Regions from separate parts of the Zea mays genome. Here all the other regions are linked to region 1. The links are chromatin contacts, called in public Hi-C maps. All regions are on one chromosome and are shown on one strand. The core of a region is the stretch at or near the end of the contact, and the rest is flanking DNA. Distances in the headings are between cores, read along the strand shown. Region 1 has its middle 2.5 kb from the start of LOC103650072. Region 2 has its middle 7.8 kb from the start of LOC109944812. Region 3 has its middle 94 kb from the start of LOC109944812.

Region 1 (4,906 bases), core at 622-3,121:
TTAAGAACAATATTTTCACATACTTGAAACCAGATATGAAATTCTGTTATACATTAGAGACAATATCCAACAGTTCTTATGCACTAACGTACAGGATAATAACCAGGTTTAGATCACCCTAACCCAAAAGATCTATCATCCCCACCAAAAAAATAATGTTTCAAACATGCTTATTCTCTTTCAACAATATGTATTGTAGTCCTTTCTAACATTGCAGACCATATACACGATGAAAAGTAGCAAGCTTCAGATACAACAATCTGGTTTAACCGAGCCTGAAAGCGACGACGAGTAAATCAACGCCATTTTCATGAAGGTGAGACATTATGTACAAATCTTCTTTCTACACAGCTTCTAATCAATAGAAACTGCACATTATTCTTCACTCTCATTTATAACCTTTGCACAACAATGGATTACCTCGCAAACTCTTTAACAACAACTAATCTTTCCTTCTTTTTCCTGTATAGAAAACTGCCTTGCGTATCTGCGACGAACATTGTCACTTATGAAGCGTGGATGCTTTTATGTACATAACCAGGCTGATGAAACTACTTTAGCTTAATATCTGTTTATGTGATACTCATCTCTGCTTTACTACCTATGACGACCATGTCACTTTTGGAGCGCAAATGCTTTTGTGTGCATAAAACAAAGTTGATGAAACACATGTCACATAAGTATATGTGATTGTTGCAGGGGAGGGTTTGCGTGCGTCAAAACTTATTCAATGTCTTCTCATGTGCTAGTTCTGTCATTTCCCACAAGAAGCCTACCATGTTTTCCTAAAATCGACACGCTCGATTGTTGCACTAATAATGCAACACATGTGGATGTCGTATGCTTTATACTGCGTATTCATCATCGATCAAAGTAACGACCACTCCATGCAGCACAACATATACCAAAATAGTGAACCGTTTTGAGATTATCACATATCGTGTGCTTTATACTGCGGCTCGGCTTGGCTCGCTAGCGCAACGAGCTCAAAATAGTGGCTCGGCTCGGCTCAAAATAGTGGCTCGGTTTGGCTCGCTCGAGGCTCGCGAGCCGAGCCGAGCCGAGCCGCTCCGAGCTCGAGCCGGCTCGCGAGCCTCGAGCTTATTTTCCAGCCCTAACCAAAGCCATACCGTTTTGAGATTTTGTAATAATCCAGTTGTTAACAAATTTATTTTTTCTGAGATAGTATATGGTTGTGTTTTTGTTTCTCCCGTGCCCCGAGATGCCGAGACCTCCGCTCGTAACCATGTCTCTCCTGTGTCGCTGGAAGTCGTGGTTGGGGTGGGGGTGACCGTAGCAGTTCTCTTCCTTCGCACAAGGTTTCCGTCGGGCGCGAGCGACGGCAACGGGCGCGGGTCTTCCGTCGGCCCGCCCGAACCACCGTGGCCTTGAGCCTGCCGACCGGTCAGACAAGGGGAGGGGTTTTTAAAAAGGGCGACGCAGATTGCGTGCATGCAGCGCGTGCGTACAGTGAACGGATAAACAAAGCAGGTCGAGGTGGCGTCGAAGCCGCCTGATTTCGAACGTAAGTTTAAGTAGCGGGGTGGTGGTGGGGCCACCAGCGCTCAACTGGCCACGCATCGCTAATGCTTCCGGCATCTGGAGAGAGAGGGTGTTGAGACTTGGGGTGTTGCCACGCCCACGAGCGTACTTTTGCTCCTAATCCTAAACCAGGAGTCCTAATCCATTTGATGTGATTTGATTATATTATACAGTTGATTGATGAGGCCCACCGGCACTGCACGTCGAGGTGGGGGGCCTTTTGCTGCCCCGCGAGGCAAGGAAAGCTACGTGGAAACTAAAGCTGCACACGTCGGACCAATGCAGGCTGGCCCCGGCCCCGGCGTCGTCCTGGCCGCTGGCGACACTGCACAGCCGTGCACCGGCACTGTGGACGCAGGGTGGATGCGGTGAACCGTGCCCGCACTCCTCACACTGGCGTCGTATTTATTACGCCCTCCATCGGTCGGTCCTGTTATTATAAAAAAAAAAGAGACGAGAGATAATTTTTAAGGCAAATTTGTGACAAGGCAAAACGACCTAGGTATCCTGCTAACGAGCAGTGTCAAATAGTGCTGCGTACTGCAGATCGATACAGTACGTAGGTGCTGAACAGTGTTAGGAGATTTTTCCCTCTCTCTGTGATAAATTGTGGATCCTGCAAGATCTTACTTTTTTTCATGAATGGGATGGAAAGTGAGGATTTTTCAAACTTCAGCATTACATGTACAGTTGATTAGTTGAAAGGACGACCTGCAGGACATACATACATATGCCGTTTCAACTAGGTTTCGTAATTAAATGCCCTATATTCATTTTACCCGGTGGAGAAGGGCCGTGAATGATGCAGACAGCAACGCTATAGGTTAATTATTACGTTATAAGAGGATATTTCCTAAAAAAATTACTCCGTAGTCTCTGATTTAGCAAGTTACTAAATATATATTGGAAACAAAAAAATAATAATCTTAGCCTCCAACGGTTTCTGGTTTTTACGTTGTTAAATATATACCTTTATATAATTCACTAGTTTAAATTTTGAAAAAAACTCATCCAACTAAATCGCCCCCACACTTATATCCTTCGCTAAATCCATCAAACAACAAATTGAACAAGACTTAACATATCATCAAAATCAACGATTCAGATAACTCTGTCTCTCCTACTCACTCAAATCCAACAAATAATCTTATTTGGATCATCCCTCAACCCTCCCCTCCCTCCCAACCCCGCGCGACCCTGCCTCCCTCCTCTCTCCGATCCCCCGCATGGCCACATCCCCCTCATTCGCGTCGTCGCCATCGCCGACAACCCCTCCTCTCGTGCCACCGACACCACCGTTGACCCATCTCCTCTCTGGAATTGTAGCGTTAGCATGAACTATATGCTAATATTTTTAAATTATGGTAGCCTGTTTTTTCTAGTTATAACTTGTAGCTTTAAATTTTGTTTTATTTATACAATCATTCTGTATGAATCACGATTTTCTCAAAAAATTTTGGATTGGTCATCTTTAGACTTGTCAAACGAGGATGATAAAATTATCCTTTCCGCAACTCAAATCATTCAAAGTGCATCACTTTCATACATGCATGAACTCGATAGCAGATAACTGATTTCATAGTGTGATTGACACACAAAATGGACTATTAGGAGTGTGAAACAGCTCTCTCTAAGTCTAGGACTAAATAGGAATATTTAATAAGTCGATATATTTGAGGACCTCATTTAAGGAACCATTGGAGGATGTTTTTTTTTAAAATACACTAAATTAAGTTTAGGCGTCGTTTGGATCCTTGGAATTGAATTCCATTATAATAATAATATTTAGGCACATACTAATCAAACTAATATGATTTTATACAAAATATATTTATATACTATTATTAGTAAGATGTCGGAGATATTTATGTGCTATATTTTTACTATACAAGAGTGAGTTAAAGAGTGTCATATAAGTTGCATAGTAGAAACATATTCTACTGATACATAAAATCATTTTCCCATATTACACCCCATGAATCTGAGATAGACTAATATCTGAAATTTTAGAAAGCGGTGGAATGTTAAATTCTAAGCCAAATAGATTACTTTATTTAGTAAATTCCGAATCCTTAAAAATCCAAGATAGACTAATATCCGATCTGGAGTATCTGGGTTGCACATCCCGAGTAGGTAATTAATTGGTTTATTCAATTAGGGTCAGTTTCGCCGCACACAATTGGTAACATTTTGAGATGCACGTAATTTTGCTATAGCAGTACATGACGTTAGAACACGAGGAGCAAAACGCCACCCTCTTTTTTTCTAAAAAAAACCGTAGCGTGCCACCATACCAGTAGCTAGATTATTATTCAGTGGCTGCCGCTCGCCATGGAAGGCAAATCAGATCAATTGCTGGATCGGGACTCATTGGTAGTTTCGCATCGACCGGCTGGGTTTGGCTCTACCAGAAATTCAAAGAAATGGTCACAAAAACGCCTCATGGTTCGCGTGCTTTTTTTTTACCGCCATTTGTTGGTTTCTGTGTGGCGCGTCTTTGATATCTCAACGTGGACATCGCAGAGAGCAAGCGGCAAAAAGTTGAGTGGACCCATGCAATTAAGAGAACAGAACTTGTGGTTCTGCTGTGGGAGAGAACAACAAAAATCCTGTACGCGGTGTCGCGGTCTATTCCGGTTTAGAGGTAGCTAGCTAGCTAGGTAACAGAATATACGTACGAGTGCCATGAGTCACTCCATGCATGTGTATTTTTATTCTGCCGTGAATTGCAGTTGATCCCACCCAGAGATGTCAATGGGGACCCGATACCCGATAACCCATGGGGAATTACCCTATTAGGGTACGGGTATGAGACAAAAATTGTCCCCATGGGTATGGATATGGGACAAAATCCCCACCCATTGGGTAAACGGGTATGGGTTTGGGAAGCAATAATCCAAACCCGATTACCCATGGGTATTTCATACACGTACACCTGTCCTGTTTGTATGAATGAGTTGAGGCCGAGTCGACCATCAAACCCAGCAGACTCCATTTCTTATATTGGTCCCAAGTACTGATTTCTTTTCTGATGGATGGATGAATGGATAATGATTCATGGATGAGTGCTTGCCAATGTGATGATATATGAAATCTGGATAGTTTATGCTAGATGTTAGTACCTAGTTATTCCTTAATTGGGGATGGGGACCCATTAGGGACCCGAAACCCGAATGGGGATGAATATGGGATGAGTTTTGTACCCATGATGGGTATGTGTATGGGTATGGGGATGTATTAAACATGATGGGGATGAGTCTGGGATGCTATAACCCGACGGGGAATTACCCATTGACATCTCTATTCCCACCATATGAGATGGGCCACACACTACACTATATATTGAGCACATATATACCAGTGA
Region 2 (4,906 bases), core at 1,262-3,761, 250 kb after region 1:
ATGCGTGGCCAACTTCTCCAACATATTTCTATCATGTACCCCCTGGCGGAAGGCCATGATGATAGAAGCATCGGAGATACGAGGTATAGTACCTCGCACCTTGGTGAAGCGGGAGATAAATGTCCGGAGAGTTTCTCCGAGCTCTTGCCTTACTGCGTACAGGTGGGCCTCCACGCCGTGTTGCTGGTAAGCACTAGCGAAGTTCGCAACGAACCGCGCGCAGAGCTCTTCCCAGGAGTAGATTGACCCTGGGGCGAGGTTCATGAGCCAAGTCTGGGCTGGTCCAGACAAGGCGACATGAAAATATGTTGCCATCACAGCGGTGTTTCCACCTCCTGCCGTGATGGCGGTGACGTACACCTGCAGGAACTCCGACGGGTTTGTCGTTCCGTCTTACTTTTCTGGGAGGTGCGGCCAGAACATGGGTGGCCATGACGCCATATCGAGATGATCCGCGAGAGCGGCGCAGCCCACGCCGGCCAAGGGAACACCCGCTTGGGACTGGGTGCCCATTGGTCTCTGTGGTGCTACCGCAGTGAAGTCTTGGTCGAGGTTGTGGCCCTCAATGTTTTGGCGGCGCTCGCGCGCCCTCTCCAAAGAGACCAGGGCGTCCTCTCCCGCACGCCTGCGGTTGAGTTCTGCCCGAAGGTCGTTGGTCTATGTGCCCCTCACTGAGGGTGAGCGCACAGACGCCGACGCCTCATGTTGGCGCCGGGATGACCGTGGCCTCGACCTGGTCGAGGTAGAATGTGCCATGCCGAGCAGTCGGTCGACATCGTCCCACCATGGCTTCATGGCCCCTGATGAGGCCGTGGAGCTTGGAGGGTGTCGCAGCAACTCACTGGCTACTGACAATGCTCCCGGGGTCGCCCTCGACGGAGTCCGGGATGTCTGTGCAGTTGTATGCTGTCGTGCGACATGCACAACAGCAGTGTCTGGCATAGGGCAGTTGGGAACCTGTGGTGTGGAAGAAGCAACTTCTTCCTCCACCACGAAATCCACCGTGCTCAACGATTTACACCATCATGCTGAGTGAGAAAACAAGCAAAATCCTAAAGCCTAGCCCCTACCTGGCGCGCCAAATGTCGGGGAGGAAATCTCCGACCGGGTGGCGGAGTGCACCCGTCCTAAATCCTAAGATGAGGAGGGGCCTAAGAGTTTTGCTTGTTGCGAGATGAAGGAATGAACACAAGAACACGCAAGAGTTTAGAGTGGTTTGGGCCACCGGAGCGTTATACCCTACTCCACTGTGTGTTATATTGCTTGAGAGCTTGAGTTGTCTTGGATGACTTGGGTCTAAGCCTAAAGATTGAGCTTGTGTTGTAACGTCGCATGCCTCCCCTTTTATAGCTAAAGGGGGACATGTACAAGAGTATTGAGCCCCGACATGTGGGCCCAGGAACACGGCGGATGTAGCTACTAATACTTGCTGCTGGAGCGATCTTCTTGCGCCCTGACACCCAAGATCTGTATAGCCTCGGCGTGCAGGGGGAAGCTTCTCGTATAAGGGATGAGTACAGTGCACCGCGCAGCACGGGCACACTGTTCCGGCAACGGACTGGACATGTGCGCCGTCTGCAGGGTGGCCCTGGCGCCGCCTGCCAGTGGAATGGATAGGACGCAATAAATGCCGTGGGGGCACATCGCCTGTCAGAAGGGTGACAGGCGGCGTGTCCTCTCCGCAATAAATGCGAGGGCCGCGCGGCCCAGAGCCCTTACGTCATGCTTCGCTCGCTGGCCTACGTCACAGACAATAAGCCATGTGGCAGCATTAGACCCTCGACCGAGTGGGGAGCGGAGGTGCTCCGGATAGAGTCTGGACACGCGTCAATACCGGACCCATGCCTAGGTCACGACACTTCCTTTCCTGGGACCTTGTCATGGGTGGTCCGGAGCTCACTTGGTAGGGTACGAACCCTATCCAACGGCTCTGGGCTGCTTTACTTCGGGGGTCCGGGTTGTGCGTACAGGGGTCCTGTGTCCTCTGGGCCCGATGGCGTTGTCTCCGATAATGCCACCTCAACCGCTCACGAGATACTCCTGGAGCTGTTCTCCGCGCGGCTAAGGGTAGCCGCACAGACATCGTGTCTTCATACCGTAGCAAGGGGTTGCCCTAATCTAGGGTACCGACAGGTCCTTTAAATTTAGAGAACGCTGGTAGATTCTCTATATATGGAGTTTCTCTCTCCTCTACTCTATCCATTTAATACTTTAAACAATAGATTTAACAAAACTAAAATACGTACAAAACATTTGAGAGTATTATACAAATACGTATGTATAAAAAGTAAAAATAAAATATGTCTCTCTTATAGGTATTTATGTATAAAGTACAAGATATAGTGAATGTTGTTAGAGAGGAAGAAGATATAAAGGAGAGAATCTTTTAGAGGAGGTTGTAAAACTTAGATATAGAGGATGAATATAGAGGAAGTTGATGGAGTCACCAAGTCTGGTCTGGACTGGCAATTGGCATGTAGCCGTTGATTTGCAGGTAGCGGGGGGCACGTGCATGCCCGCGTGGGGACATACGCATTTAAACACGTACTATTGTCTCTGGAGCATCAGACCATTATTGTTATCATATATTATTATTGTTACTATACGTTTCACGTGAAAATGACAGCCGCGCGTGCCACACACACATTGCATCATGATACATCGACGATTCTGTTTATGCATTGCTGGAACGAACCCCGCCGGCCGCCAGGCGCTCCAGCCTCCTCCCGGCCCATTATAATCGATCACTTTCCGATATTATTGTTTCGCAAGTTATATTCAAAAGTCGACGTATGTACCGGCGCATCGGACGGCGCCGAACCCTGTCACGGAATTTGGCTTCAACTCTGCTGGGGACTGGGGTCCTGTTGTCCTGTCCTGTGTCTGTGTGTGCACATCGTTCCCTGCAGGTCGGGTCCGAGTTTTGGCTGGGGAGGCCTTCAATACCGAACATACCGTGCAGGTGCAGGCCTCGTCCTCGTGGGACGCGTGCGTGCAGTGCAGCACCAACCGACCGATGTCCTTGCAACCACCGGACCGGACCCACACATGCACACACGATCTCGGCACACACACATGACACATGCACTACCGGGCCATATATCCTGCACGTACCTTCGTTCCCCGGCCGATCACCGTCGTCGATCGCTTTCCTTGCACGAACAAAAGGCTGGCCGTGTTTGGACTAGAGTGTGCAGTCAGTTGACTGCTGGTAGCTGCTTAATTGAACCAACGTGACGAGAGAGAGGGATCGTGCACTCATGACTCATCGACGATCCACTGATTCTCGTTTGGTACACAGAATACAGGCCAGCCGTGTGTAGTGTAGGTTGATCCATCATCAATAATGCATGGACGTCGCTCTCTAGCTAGCACATGGCCTTAGCTGCTTTTTAAGCTTGCATTGTCCGCTACTCCGGTCCCATGCCTGCCGTGATAATTGACCAAGTATTTTGGATATGTTTGCATCCACTAAAAATTAACAGTTAAAATTAATATTAGTGATATGATTGTTACCCCGTTTGTTCCGAATTATAATCTGTCTAGATTAATAACCCAACATAAATAATGTGGCTAGTAAACAAACAACCAAATTATATGTCTAGATTATATAATCTATACCCCGGATTATGATAGCCTCATAATCTTCTCAAGAGGACATTATTTGAGATTATTTTTAGGCAAAAAAAACCCACTACCCATAATTATGGTGTTAAAATTACACCAATTGACATTCTTCTTTTCTCCTCCCAAATCACACGCAACAAGGGCATAGGCAACCAAACAGCTATGTATAGAATATTATTTCGATAAATTATAATCTGGATTAGATAACTCTAATTATAATCTAGATTATATAATCTATAAGATGAAATAAATTTGTTAATTATTAACCGAAGGACTGCTAAGCACTAGTTCTATTAGAGCAACTCCAAGAAGGAGACCTTTGTTGGAGTTGCCCTTTTTGAAGTTCCTTATAATTTCTATGCACATTTAGGTCACTATCTAACTATCTATTAGGTGAACCTAAACAACCTTCTGCAAGGGATGGAACCTAAACATTCGAATTATAGAATTTGGTGCTAACAGGCCATTAATTATGTTGTTAAGCATATTATGAAAAAAAAATTGTATTTTGATGCATTATTTTGTGTCTACAACGAAAAAGTGAAAAATTATCCAAATCTGTATTCGTATTTGGATTCGAAATATATATCATTTGAGGAGATATATGTCAAATTTAAAGTTTATTTTTATATAAATATTAACAAACTCAATGCTAGCAGATTCTATATCATATTCATTCATAATGAAAGAAAAAAAATTAACATTCGAAATATGTTAGCTCATTTTTAGCGCTAAACATTCCCTCGGATAGATGTGGCCTGGCCCCTGCCTTCCCCACTGGCCATCTCTAACATATCTCGTATCCACATCTTCTATCTCATTTATTATTTCAAATTTCATTTTATAAATAATGTCATCTACAGTTTCACGTTCTTTATTCTAAACGATCCAAACCTAATAATGTGTGTGCCGGTATCACAAGAGATGCAACGTCTTTATGTTTTATATGAATATATATACTGTTCCAGATCTCTGGATAATCGGTACGACAATATATATATATAATCGTCTCTACGTGTATTTTTCTGGTTCAGCCGGAATCCTGTCATCGACACCAATAATTCTTGTTATCCGTGACAATGATCAGTACAATAGATACGGCTTATCTCCGGAAGCTAGCTTCACCTAGCCCGCACATGCATGTACACAACACATCACGGCCGGGGCAGCTTGCCAGTCTGTCTATTGGCCTTTACCCAAAAAAAAAAGTGCCGGGATGGGCGCGTTGTGATCTGAGTATCGTATCTTCTTTTTTTATAGGTTTTTCTATATATACATT
Region 3 (4,906 bases), core at 1,653-4,152, 170 kb after region 1:
CCTCATAAAAAAGAAGATATCTAATAATCCTAGGCATTGGCATAAGATTTGTCCGAAGCTCTATGGGCTCACAGAATATCTAAACACTGTGCTACTTAAGTATCTCCATTTGAGCTTGTCTATGGGCAGGAAGCAGTTTTACCTATGGAGATAAGTTTAAATGTTATCAGATTCGCCAAGCAAAATGACTTAATTGTCGGTGATTATTATAATTTGATGATGGACAATATTGATGAAGTGATCGATAAAAAAAGAGTGGCAGCCTTAGGAAAAATAGAAAAGGACAAGATCATGGTCGCCAGAGCCTACAATAAGAAGGTCAAGGCTAAATCATTTCAGGTAGGGGACCTGGTGTGAAAGACCATCATGCCTCTAAGAAACAAAGACCGGAAGTTTGGAAAGTGGTCGCTAAGCTGGGAAGGTCCTTAAAAATTAACAGAGGTGATATATGGTAACGCCTATTTATTGTAAACATTACAAGGCAAAGATTTGTCCAAGGCTTTGAATGGGCGTTTACTCAAGCAGTATAATCCTAGTATGTGGCAAGATGCTTAAGAAAACCGATGTAATCACATCGAGTTAGTTGCTTTTGGTTCGCTCAGCTCCACCAAAAGGCAGGGGGCATATGTTGAGCACCAAATTGAGCGGGCGGATGGTCCGCACTGGTGGTCCGGACGGTCCGCGCGCAGAGCCAATTATGGTTCTGAGTTTCTTGCTATGGTTGTTAGCTAAATTCGCGGAATTAGCCCGGGAGATTGGTTTGTCACGAGTCCAGCCCCCTCCTCTATAAATATAGAGGAATACGGCCGATTAATAATCAACAATCGAATCAAAATCAGTTTATCTCTTGTTTTTACCTTAGGCATTAGAAGTAGTTCTAGTTTAGCTTCACAATCCCCAAATTCTTCGCTTTTCTTCGGCTCTACGTCGATTAGAGATGTCTAGGTCGGCATGCTGACTCTAGACAACACCTAGAATCTCTCCTCTCCGACGGGGTCCCTCCCGGGAGTGAGATTCAGGCGCCGTCGGCGAACTCCGCCGCCCTTGCGCACGCGCGGATCGGACCGTCCGGCCTATAGGCGCGGACCGTCCGACTCGTCAGGCAGGGAACCCTAGCCCTGCTCCAGGTCACGGACCGTCCGTCCCCTTGCCGCGGACTGTCCGCACCTGTGCAGAGAGCACCGCCGCCGATTCTCACGCAGTGATTGGTGTCCGGATCGGCGCCAACACTATCGAGTACATGTTATTCTATGGGTTCTAAACAACGCCTTAAAAAAGAAGACTACATCTAGATCTAGCATATGATAGGTTACATATGCATGGGTCATGTGACGAGGCTTGACGGCTGTGACGGTCAGCCTATAGGACGCATGGAATGATGGAATGGACGACTCAACAACTCATCGCGTGTTCAAACTAAATAAGGCCATCATTCATGTGTTGGCTGCTATATATATATACCGTCTGTGGAATTCTTGGCACATATACATACACTCCACGAAATACCGTCGTTATTGTTGTTCGATTACTACGGGTCTGTTTGGTTGCCTGTATCTGCGCGTGCTTGCATCACAGGATGCGGGTAGCTGCTGTTTGGTTGCTGTGAGCCAGGCTATGCGCGTGCGAGCTCTGTGTTTGGTTGCCTGCATGTAGATTTGGATTCAGGCTCGCACGATCCTTAAAGCACTCTGGGCCAGGCTCACCAGATACGTTTAGATTGGTCGCATCTCTAGAGCCAGGCTCCAGTGATCCTGGCTCACACAGCCAGGTTGGCGAGAGAAACCAACCAAACGTACTAGTACAAGGATGACAAATCGAACCAAGACTCTGTTCAAACTTCAAAGTAAAGTAGCCACCATGCATGCGTAGGCCCTTAGTCCGTTAAGACGATGGATTGTATTATATAGGAAAGGAGTTTATTATTGTTACTGATGCATCATCTGCATCATGACACATACTATACAAGTTAGCTGGAACCAATATTCAATAGAGACCACTTGTAGTACATATATACATATGCATTAACACTTGGTTAATAATGCCAACTTTCTATTTCGTAGCCTGTAGTTTAATTTGTTTTCAGTGTTCTTGATATATTGTAACCCAACCTTCTCTCGTGTAATATTATTTTTATCTATATATTAAAGGAGACAGCTGGCCGGCCTTCATAAACCATAGACTGCTCCAATATAATATATATCTTGCTTAATAACGTATCCATTTTAGAGGAAAACAACATAGGTATATATACATAATAAATGGTTTAGGGGGTGTTTAAATGCACTAAAGATAATAATAGTTAGTTGTCTAAATATATAATTGCTAGTAAAATTAGCTAGCTAACTATTAGCTAATTTGCTAAAAGTAGCTAATAGCTGAACTATTAGCTAGATTGTTTGGATGTCTTCAACTAATTTTAGTTACTAACTATTAGCTCTAGTGCATTCGAACACCACCTTAAACTTGATAAAGAGAATTCTAGAAATAATATAATATAATATAATGGCAGATTTTGTTGTAGGATATCTGACTTCAATGAAATTATCCAATTCAAACCACCAACGTTAAAATACGGCTTGTATCATTATGAAATCGTGCATATTTGTTATAAAACACCGCACTGATTATTTTGTTTATTTCTCATTTTTCATCCTGTTTCTCCTCCGGCGGGCATCTCCCATGGCCAAAACCTCTATTTCTCCAGCCAAGTTGGCCCTACACGCGAAGGTTCTCTCCAACCCCGTCGCGTGCTGCTGCACATCTCCGCTACCGCCGCCACGCCAACCGTAGAGCAACGACAACACCCTTCCCACAATGAAAAAGAGGTGCCGACGAGGGTGACGGTATAGCCCATGGCAAGGACGCATTAGAGGAAGAAGACCCGGCCCCGCGAACGCTGGGAGACCATAGAGGGTCACATGGGGCACGTTTGCGACCTGTGGCCCGACGGCTTTGCAACGTCCGTGTTTGTGTGGCCGGGCTTTTCCGGAGCTTGATTCTGCGCGTCCAAAAGTGACTCTTCTGTCTGGCTCCTAGAAAACGAAGGCAGTCTCCATTTTTTAGAGCTCGGCTGCTCGTGGCGTAAACCAGCTGCGCATGGCTGCTCTTAAGAAACGAAAGTGGTTCTTAGGGTCTGTTTGGTTGGGCTGTGGCTGTGAAAAAAGCTGCTGTGGGCTGTGAGCTGTGAGAAAAGCTGCTGTGGGCTGTGAGCTGTTAAAAAGCTAAAAAGTGTTTGGTGGAAACCACTAAAAGTCGCTAAAAGTTTTTCCATATATATTTTCACAGTTCCATCCAAAAGCCGCTAAAAGCAGGTCTAGAGGTGCTTTCAGTTTTGCACTGCAAGAAAGTCGGCTTTTAGAAAAAGCTGCTTCCTAGATCCAGCCCTTTGGTTTGGCTTTTGGCTTTTAGGAGGTAAAAGCCAAAGCCAAAAGCCAAACCAAACGCACCTTTAGTCTGGCTGCCTACATGTGGCAAACATCGGCTCACTTAGAACATACTTATTTGATACAAGTGCACAAAGAAAATATGTTACAACAATGGGACCGGTTAGCTTCAGCTTGAAACACACGAGCGGGACGAGCCGACCAGATACGTGTCGCAAACATGCCTTGGTGGCGTAGAAGGTGCGGGACCGTTGGATTAATGGGCTTGGCCCAAATTAAGCAATTCAATTAAATTCTAAAAATTATGAAAAGACTATGTATATGAGAGATGGCAAGAGATGGTGGGAACCATAGTACCATATTGCTAGCCCAGATTGAGTGAGACCTGTTTATATGTGGTGACATCCCTCTTCCTTCAAGTCATAGATAAAGGGAGAGAGGATGGAATACCATACACGCGCGCTTGCTTGCCTGGCCTGGCTTGGGCACGGGAGAAGGGCACGAGCGTGAATGTTCTGCCAAAATCTAGCCCCTCGTCTTGTGGGGGCGCGACTTCCTTTTGCTATTTTTTATTTTTATTTTTGATGTGGTTGCTTGGATGTTAAGTTTAGAGTCATTATCCGATCACGACCAGATCGAGACGTGCGTCCTTATCAGATCATGTATAGGTCTTGATGCGAGTCCTTATCTCCAAATCGAGGGACTACATGTAGCTCTATAAGAGCAACTCCAAGAGTCTAGATATAATCTTAACTAAATTTAGAGTTTTATGAGGTCCCTAAAAAATTGACAACCTTCTAAATGGTAGGGTAAACCTATAGACAACCTTATAAATGGTAGGGTAAACCAACAGACTCTCCAAATATTGTCTATCAAGAAAGATGGAGACATTTATGTTGTTCTAGTATGGTTTAGGGTTGATCATTCACCAGCCATTAATTGCTCATGCAGCGGCATCAACCCATGAAGCAAACCCCGCATGCATGGTGCCGTTCACGCGATTGTGGATACGACCATGATGCTCTTGCTGGACAAGGAGCTGGTCAGTCTCAGCGCCCTCATGGTGCTCCCCAGTGCCCAAGCCCAGCTTCGATGGCTCCACGAGTCGGTGCCCCTCGTGCTCCCGCTGCTCTCGTCGTCGGGTGCCGAGAGACAGTAGGATGACGAAGGCGGGGCCGCAGTGCCTAGGCAGCCGCTGAAGAACCTGACACACTTGACGCGGTGGCATTGGCCCTACTCGTGTTCGTCGCCGCCGCCCTGGTGGCCTAGCGTGTCCGCGGCCTTGGGCTTGACCGCTTGGGGAGCTCACGATGGGACTGTGAGAGTCGACGTGTCGGAGCGTGCAACTATCGAAGTCGGTGGATAGACGCTCCAGTAAGTCTACCGAGAAGCTGTGGCTGCAGCAGCCGACTAAGAGTGACCTCGCAACCTTCCATCCGAACGACGATGATGACAACAATCCCTCGCTGCGACAGGAGGGTGCACGAGAAGAGAAATACGTGAGCACCCGCATGGAAGAAAAG

The links. Hi-C and Micro-C count contacts between places; a contact is called where the count stands out from the background.
Region 2: a contact with region 1 is called in a Hi-C map of endosperm, with 7 times the contacts expected there. The contact joins two enhancer-like sites. A contact is called at or near these places in 3 of 25 Hi-C or Micro-C datasets (endosperm, leaf and tassel).
Region 3: a Hi-C map of leaf shows a contact between it and region 1, with 6 times the contacts expected there. The contact joins two enhancer-like sites. A contact is called at or near these places in 2 of 25 Hi-C or Micro-C datasets (leaf and tassel).

What each region holds. Positions count from the first base shown.
Region 1 is chr3:51,043,091-51,047,996 of Zm-B73-REFERENCE-NAM-5.0, reverse strand. No RefSeq gene overlaps it. Among protein-coding and RNA genes, the nearest start is that of LOC103650072, 2.5 kb to the right of the region's middle. Within about 2 kb of position 1,871, at least 17 of the 20 cell types and tissues checked have an H3K27ac peak or open chromatin away from gene starts, as enhancers often do. A contact at or near this core is called in endosperm, leaf and tassel, where this site is marked.
Region 2 is chr3:50,792,581-50,797,486 of Zm-B73-REFERENCE-NAM-5.0, reverse strand. No RefSeq gene overlaps it. Among protein-coding and RNA genes, the nearest start is that of LOC109944812, 7.8 kb to the right of the region's middle. Within about 2 kb of position 2,511, at least 19 of the 20 cell types and tissues checked have an H3K27ac peak or open chromatin away from gene starts, as enhancers often do. A contact at or near this core is called in endosperm, leaf and tassel, where this site is marked.
Region 3 is chr3:50,878,532-50,883,437 of Zm-B73-REFERENCE-NAM-5.0, reverse strand. No RefSeq gene overlaps it. Among protein-coding and RNA genes, the nearest start is that of LOC109944812, 94 kb to the right of the region's middle. Within about 2 kb of position 2,902, at least 9 of the 20 cell types and tissues checked have an H3K27ac peak or open chromatin away from gene starts, as enhancers often do. A contact at or near this core is called in leaf and tassel, where this site is marked.